Linked DNA regions of Hordeum vulgare: region 2 is linked to region 1. A link is a contact called in public Hi-C data. All regions are on one chromosome and are shown on one strand. Each heading gives the region's core, a stretch centred on a gene start, on an enhancer-like site or on the middle of the called end of the contact. The rest is flanking DNA. Distances are from core to core; before and after follow the strand shown. Region 1 has its middle 59 kb from the start of LOC123447029. Region 2 has its middle 40 kb from the start of LOC123447036.

Region 1 (3,045 bases), core at 254-2,753:
CATCGGAGGAACAAAATAGAAGTATATCGCAGGACTAACAATTTGATGGCCTAAATGATTCACAATGTTAAAAAAATCATGCATGATGATTCACATCAGTAACTTGCGTGCAACGGGACATACGTACGTATAATATCGTAAAAGTTAGGGTTTTTTCTGTAAAATGCGGACAAAACGGATTGCGGGTTGATTTCATGAAAACATAAGGGTCTTTCTGCAAGACAACAAAAAAACGGTTCGTGCTTGTCACTTATATCCGGACTGTGGGTTGATTTGTGAAAAACGCAAGGGTTTTTCTGCAAAATGGCCGACGACGCACGGCAGAAACACTAAGCGCTTTATTATTAGGGGAGACTAGGTATAAATTTCGATCTCCTAATTTCACCCTTTCATCTAAAAGCACAGAGGTCCTCAATCTCTCGAGAGATGTTTCTTTCCTTGTTAGAGAACAAATCAACCTTTACCTTATCAAGGAGGGAATCGCTCAAACCTGTTTCTGTGTGGATCTCAAATCCTTCCAGATGCGAGGGTTTCACCTTCCCCCTTGGTTCCTCCAGAGTCGACAAGAGAATCGTCATGGACTCCTTGCACTTGTCCGATCAATCCGTCACATAGGACGCGGTGCTATCCCAGACCACCTTTTTTCTTTTCTTCATTTTTTCTTCTCTTTCCCTCTCTTCCTCTCCACCAATAAGGAAAAAATTAAGATAAATGTTGACTGAAAGGACAAACTTGTAAACAATACACAACGAAGACCAGATCTAAATAAATCCACCAAAGACTAACATCAATTGAATCCCGCAAGATCCGACAAAGACACACCACCACACCCCCTCCGATGATGCTACACGCATCATCAGACGGGGATCAGACATGAGGGACATCGTTTCTCGCAGGAGACATCATCGACTCCACACAATCCTAACCAAGACGTCGAATGAGTGGTCGTTCGCACCTCCATGGCCCAAAGGCCATGGGAGGCGAGGAAGACCGCGGAGCCACCGATGGGAGAAGGGAAAATCCTAGTCGCCTAAGAGTAGTTTGTTGCGGAGGAGGAAAGGATACGTTCATTGTTTACACCCAGATTTTGTTACTCAACAATATAATGTTTTACATAGCCTGGGGCTCCAAAAGCCAACCATAACGACTTGGAACAAGCTGTAGCGACTTTCGAGCTATATTATGGTCATCCTGATTAGACTATCTTTCTTCTTGCTTGAACATTTCGTGTGTGAATAATTATTTCCATAAAGTTGTCGATCCAGATATGATACTGCTTTTGATTTTTTTTTTGTCCTAAAGTTTAGAAGTGTTATAACCGTGCATCTTTTCGGCCATCTCAAGTAACTATCGTTTTTAATTGTTGGAACTGCATTATTGGGTGTTTGCGGCTGTTAGGGTTCTAAACTCCGCATGGGCTACATTAGCAAACAGAGGAGTGCTACATGGGCTGGGCTGCTACTCCCGTAAAGAAATCAGAATACTTGCATTGTACGGGCCTTAGATCGCACGATTCCGCACGATGACCGCCGCTGTCGGCCTCTCTGTGCCTGCTTGGAGGCCCAACTACTTACCAACCCACCTGAAAAACAGGGTCCTCCTATATGTCGCAGCCTGAAACGAATTGACGTCGATTCGCATAACGGTCATTTTACTCGCACAATGTACGTGCCCCGAGTGGGCTGGCCCATTGGCGATGTTGGGCGAGCACATCATATTGATGTGAAGTAAAGTCACAAAAATGCATAGAGGATGGAACCCAATACTCACGCTCGTGAAAGGGTATTTGATAGCTAACGGAGTTAGCGAGTGCACGTTATCAAACCAGCGCAAAATTATAAGAAAAACTAGCGACACATTTGAAAACTTTTTAAGATAAGTTTGGAAAATTCCTTGGAAATTGTAAAGGATGTTTAAAAGATAAAAAAGTTTGAAAATAAAAAAACTTACTGAACATGGATTTCTTTGAATGCATGAACAATTTTTGAAAAATGAAGACTTTTTCAAGTTGTGAACAAGTTTGAAATTATGATTTTATGAATTTCTAATATCTTTGTACAAGCAAAATAACTTTTGAAAATTCGAAGTTTTCTGAAAAAGCACAAATAATTTTAAAAAAATGAGTTTTCTTGAAAAAGAGTGAATAATTTTGACACATCAAATAAAATTGCGAGTTTTTTTTTATTTTTTTGAACATTTTCTGAAAACATTTTTTTTCTGAACATTCCTATACATTTTCAAAACTATGACAATTTTTTTAACTTCGGTGAATTATTTATTGGTAAAAAAAATAATTTAAATACCATGGTATTTTTAAAAACCAAGAAATCTTTTTGAAATTCAAAAATGGTTTAAGGCTTTTTTTTGAATTGTGATTTTTTTTTTGAAAAATAGGATCACTTTTTTGAATTCTTTACAATATTGAAAATTCGAAGCATTTTGAGAAAAATAATGATAAAATGGAAAAAGGGGAAACTAAAATAAAAACTAGAAACTACAAAAAAACCAACCTTCTAGATGGTTTGCAAAACTGGCGAGGAACCTTTTAGAAAGTTCCCAAAAGCGGAATCCGCAGAATACTTTGCGGGCCGGCCCATACCTCTTGCTCTCCCTCACTGTACGCTTAAGGCGCTGAATAGAAGCTCCGCCCGAACATCTTCCCGGTGCTTATGTACCCCGTGTCGTGGGCTGGCCTAATATGAATGCGAGCGCTTATCCGTTCGTGCATGAGAAAATGTTGAGCGGTCTCACAAAATCACTAATTAAGAAATATATGTTTTAAAGATCACACACACCTTTTCAAGTTACAACAAGTGGCACACTGAATGCGTGTCACTTGTTGCAACCTTACAGTTTTCACTTTTTTCGTAGATGCGTATTTTTAAAATGTTTTATCTTCTAAACCGTGCATTCAAATGTCAAACTGTTTTCACCGTTGGATTTCTCGCGTTGAGATATTCAAATCTAGATCCTATGTCGATAGATTTTGACGGACTTCTTTTACGAAAAAAACCGTGTCACTCGTGATAGGAAAAACCAGAAAAC
Region 2 (3,045 bases), core at 303-2,802, 340 kb before region 1:
TACACGAAGACTTTTTAAACACGTGAATATATTAGTACTAATACATTGCATGAGGTTCCACTAGTAGCACAGAGAACACAGCTTAGGTTTGTTTTCTAGAATCTGAACTCAGGTTAGCTAGAGCAAGTTTGTTTTTAGAACAGTCACGGTTGTTAGGGAGACCTAGCTTGGAGGGCTTCAGGCGTCCGTTTACAGAATTCATAGTAACGCTCACTATGTACGGATGGAACTTTTTGTTTCTAGATGTATATACATCCTATATATAATTCTTTTAGCAATTTAACAAAAAGTTAAGAAATTCTGAAAATATTTTAAAATAAACTTGACCTTTCACGGTATTTGTGAGAAAAAATTCATAAAAGGAAAATTACACTTTGATTTCTTTTTGTTGGTCAAAATAGTATGAATAATAACCTATAATAATAAATAAATTTTGTCTTTTTTGTCCAGAAGTCAATGTTGCTTTCTTTTTCATAAAAATTTAAATATTAATGAAAAACAAAGTCAAGTAATCTAAAAATAATTATGAACTATTTTAATTTTTAATTAGTTATTCAAAATGTACTCTCCACCAGTGCATCCTGAAAACTGTATATTAAATGCATATATGATCAGAAATGAGCCATCCTGAAAACTGTAGACACTGGAGCATGACAATCTACGGTCCTGCTGAATGCGAAATATGGCCGCAGTGCATCTCGCAATAGGTATAAGCAAGAAACGCGGCAGAATATCCAACAATGTGCTTACGTTCGACAAATCCTATTTGCGCTGCAGGCATCGGTTAAAGTGAATTTTCTGAACCGACGCCTGCAGCATTAGGTCTTGGCCCGGCCCATCGGAAGGGGGTGGTTTTCCGTTTTTATGAAGGTTCTGGAAGCTTCCTAGATGGGTTTTTCATTTAGGATTTTTCAGGACTGGTTTTCTTCGGTTTGTCTTTTTTTTCTTTACTCTTCTTATAACTTTTTCATTTTCATTTTCATGTTTATATAATTTTTCATTTTTTCCAGAAAAACAGCCATTTTTGATTAACTTCTTTTCAAACGAACAAATATTTTTCCAAATCAACAAACCCTTTTCTGAATTTTACGATTTTTTTATGAAAAGTTAATGAATTTTTTTGAATATCGATGAACTTTTTCCAAAGTATGATGAACTTTTTTTAGATTTAGTGAACTTTTTTTCTGAAATGTATGAACTTTTTTCAAGAATGATAAACTTTTTTTAAGATTTGTGATTTTTTTTCAGTTCAACGAACATATCAAAACTTTTTTCAAATTTATTAACTAATTTTCAAAATCCATGAACTTATTAAAAATTTGTAAACTATTTTTTCAGATCACGGTGAGTTTTTCCAAATTCATAAACTTTTTGTTTCGAAATTGTGAACCATTTTTCACTTTTATGAACCTTTTATGTTCGGTTTTTTTTTTGCTTTTTACTTTTTCATAAAAATACGCCCTGAGACTGGGCCAGCCTGTTATGCAGTGCGTGTGAGCGCTGGTTCTCCTAGCCAGCGTTTAAGACGCCGACTAGGAGTTCCCCTTACGTTCTCCTGGAGAGAATTTGTGTATCCTATTTAGCACGGGCGTCCGCTCCTACCTGCCGCATTCTGGGGCAGGGAGTCCTTCGGACGTACAGTCTTGTCACCGACTGGCCTGCCCTAATATTGTTTTTCTTTTTTTCTGTTTCTTTTTTCCTTTTCTGCTTATTTCCTTTATTTACTGTAATTTTTCCTTTTTTATTTTTTTCCTTTTATCGTTTTTTCTGAAAACTAATCATTGTTGAATTTCTCATCATTTTTTAAAACATGAACATTTTGTAAAAGGAAAACAAAAGCTAAAGCGTGAACAAACTTACAAAGCCTGAACATTTTTTGAAATCTTTAGAACAAATTTTGAAACCGAGAACAATTTTGAAAAACCATGAACAAATTTGGAAGCACGAACAATTTTTTTTAAAGCATGGACATTTTTTGAATCTTTAGAATAGAATTTTGAAACCGAGAATACCTTTGAAAAATCCCAGACAAATTTGAAAGCGCAAACAAATTTTTAAAGCACAAACATTTTTTGAATCTTGAGAAGAAGATTTGGAACCGAGGAAAATTTTGAAAAATCCTGATCAGATTTGAAAGCACGAATTTTATTTAAAGAACAAACAGTTTTAAATCTCGATTTTTTTCAATGGAGAACAATATTGAAAACACCCGAACAAATTTGGAAGCGCGAACAATTTTTGAAATCACGAACATTTCTTTGAATTTTGAGAACTAAATTTTGAAACATAGAACAATTTTGAAAAACTCCGAACAAATTTGAAAGAGTGAACAAATTTTTAAAGCACAAATTTTTTTTGAATCTTGAGAACAAATTTGAAAGAGTGAACAAATTTTTAAAGCACAAACATTTTTTGAATCTTGAGAACAAATTTTCAAATCGAGAACAATTTTGAAAAGTGCTGAACAAATTTGGAAGCGTGTTTATTTTAAAGCAAAAACATTTTTTGAATCTTGAGAATAAAATTATAAAACGGAGAACAATATTTAGAAACCACGTACAATTTTTTAAAGCACAAACATTTTTTAAATCTTAAGAATTTGTTTTGTAACCGAGAACAAATTTGAATCTTAAAAACAATTTTGAAATCGAGAATATTGTTGGAAAATACAAAACATTTTTTAAAAATTAAGAACATTTTTTGAAAAAATGAACATTTTAGAAAAATCCAAAATCGTTTTTTGATAATCTAGAACATTTTTTAAAACAGAAACAGAAAGAAAAAACCAGGTCAGAGAATCTTCTAGAAGTTTTCCAAAACCGAAGAAAACCGGCTTGGAAGACTGCCAAAATAGAGACGCTCCAACTCGCTAAATGGACCAATTCATTTAAAATCGCTATCCTCCCCGCTCGGTACAGAGCAGCGAATAGGACATTCCTGGTTAGTACCAAAACGGGTGATCACACCAAAACGGTTTTTTTAATGATTTTTTCTCTCTTTTCCCCTTTCTTTTTCTCTTTTAATTTTCATTGTTTTCCTTTTCGA

The links. A called contact is a pair of places that touch in the nucleus more often than the background predicts.
Region 2: a contact with region 1 is called in a Hi-C map of leaf, with 1.7 times the contacts expected there. The contact joins two enhancer-like sites. A contact is called at or near these places in 2 of 6 Hi-C or Micro-C datasets (leaf and seedling).

What each region holds. Positions count from the first base shown.
Region 1 is chr4H:559,760,684-559,763,728 of MorexV3_pseudomolecules_assembly, reverse strand. No RefSeq gene overlaps it. Among protein-coding and RNA genes, the nearest start is that of LOC123447029, 59 kb to the right of the region's middle. Within about 2 kb of position 1,503, at least 3 of the 3 cell types and tissues checked have open chromatin away from gene starts, as enhancers often do. A contact at or near this core is called in leaf, where this site is marked.
Region 2 is chr4H:560,099,543-560,102,587 of MorexV3_pseudomolecules_assembly, reverse strand. No RefSeq gene overlaps it. Among protein-coding and RNA genes, the nearest start is that of LOC123447036, 40 kb to the right of the region's middle. Within about 2 kb of position 1,552, at least 1 of the 3 cell types and tissues checked has open chromatin away from gene starts, as enhancers often do. A contact at or near this core is called in leaf, where this site is marked.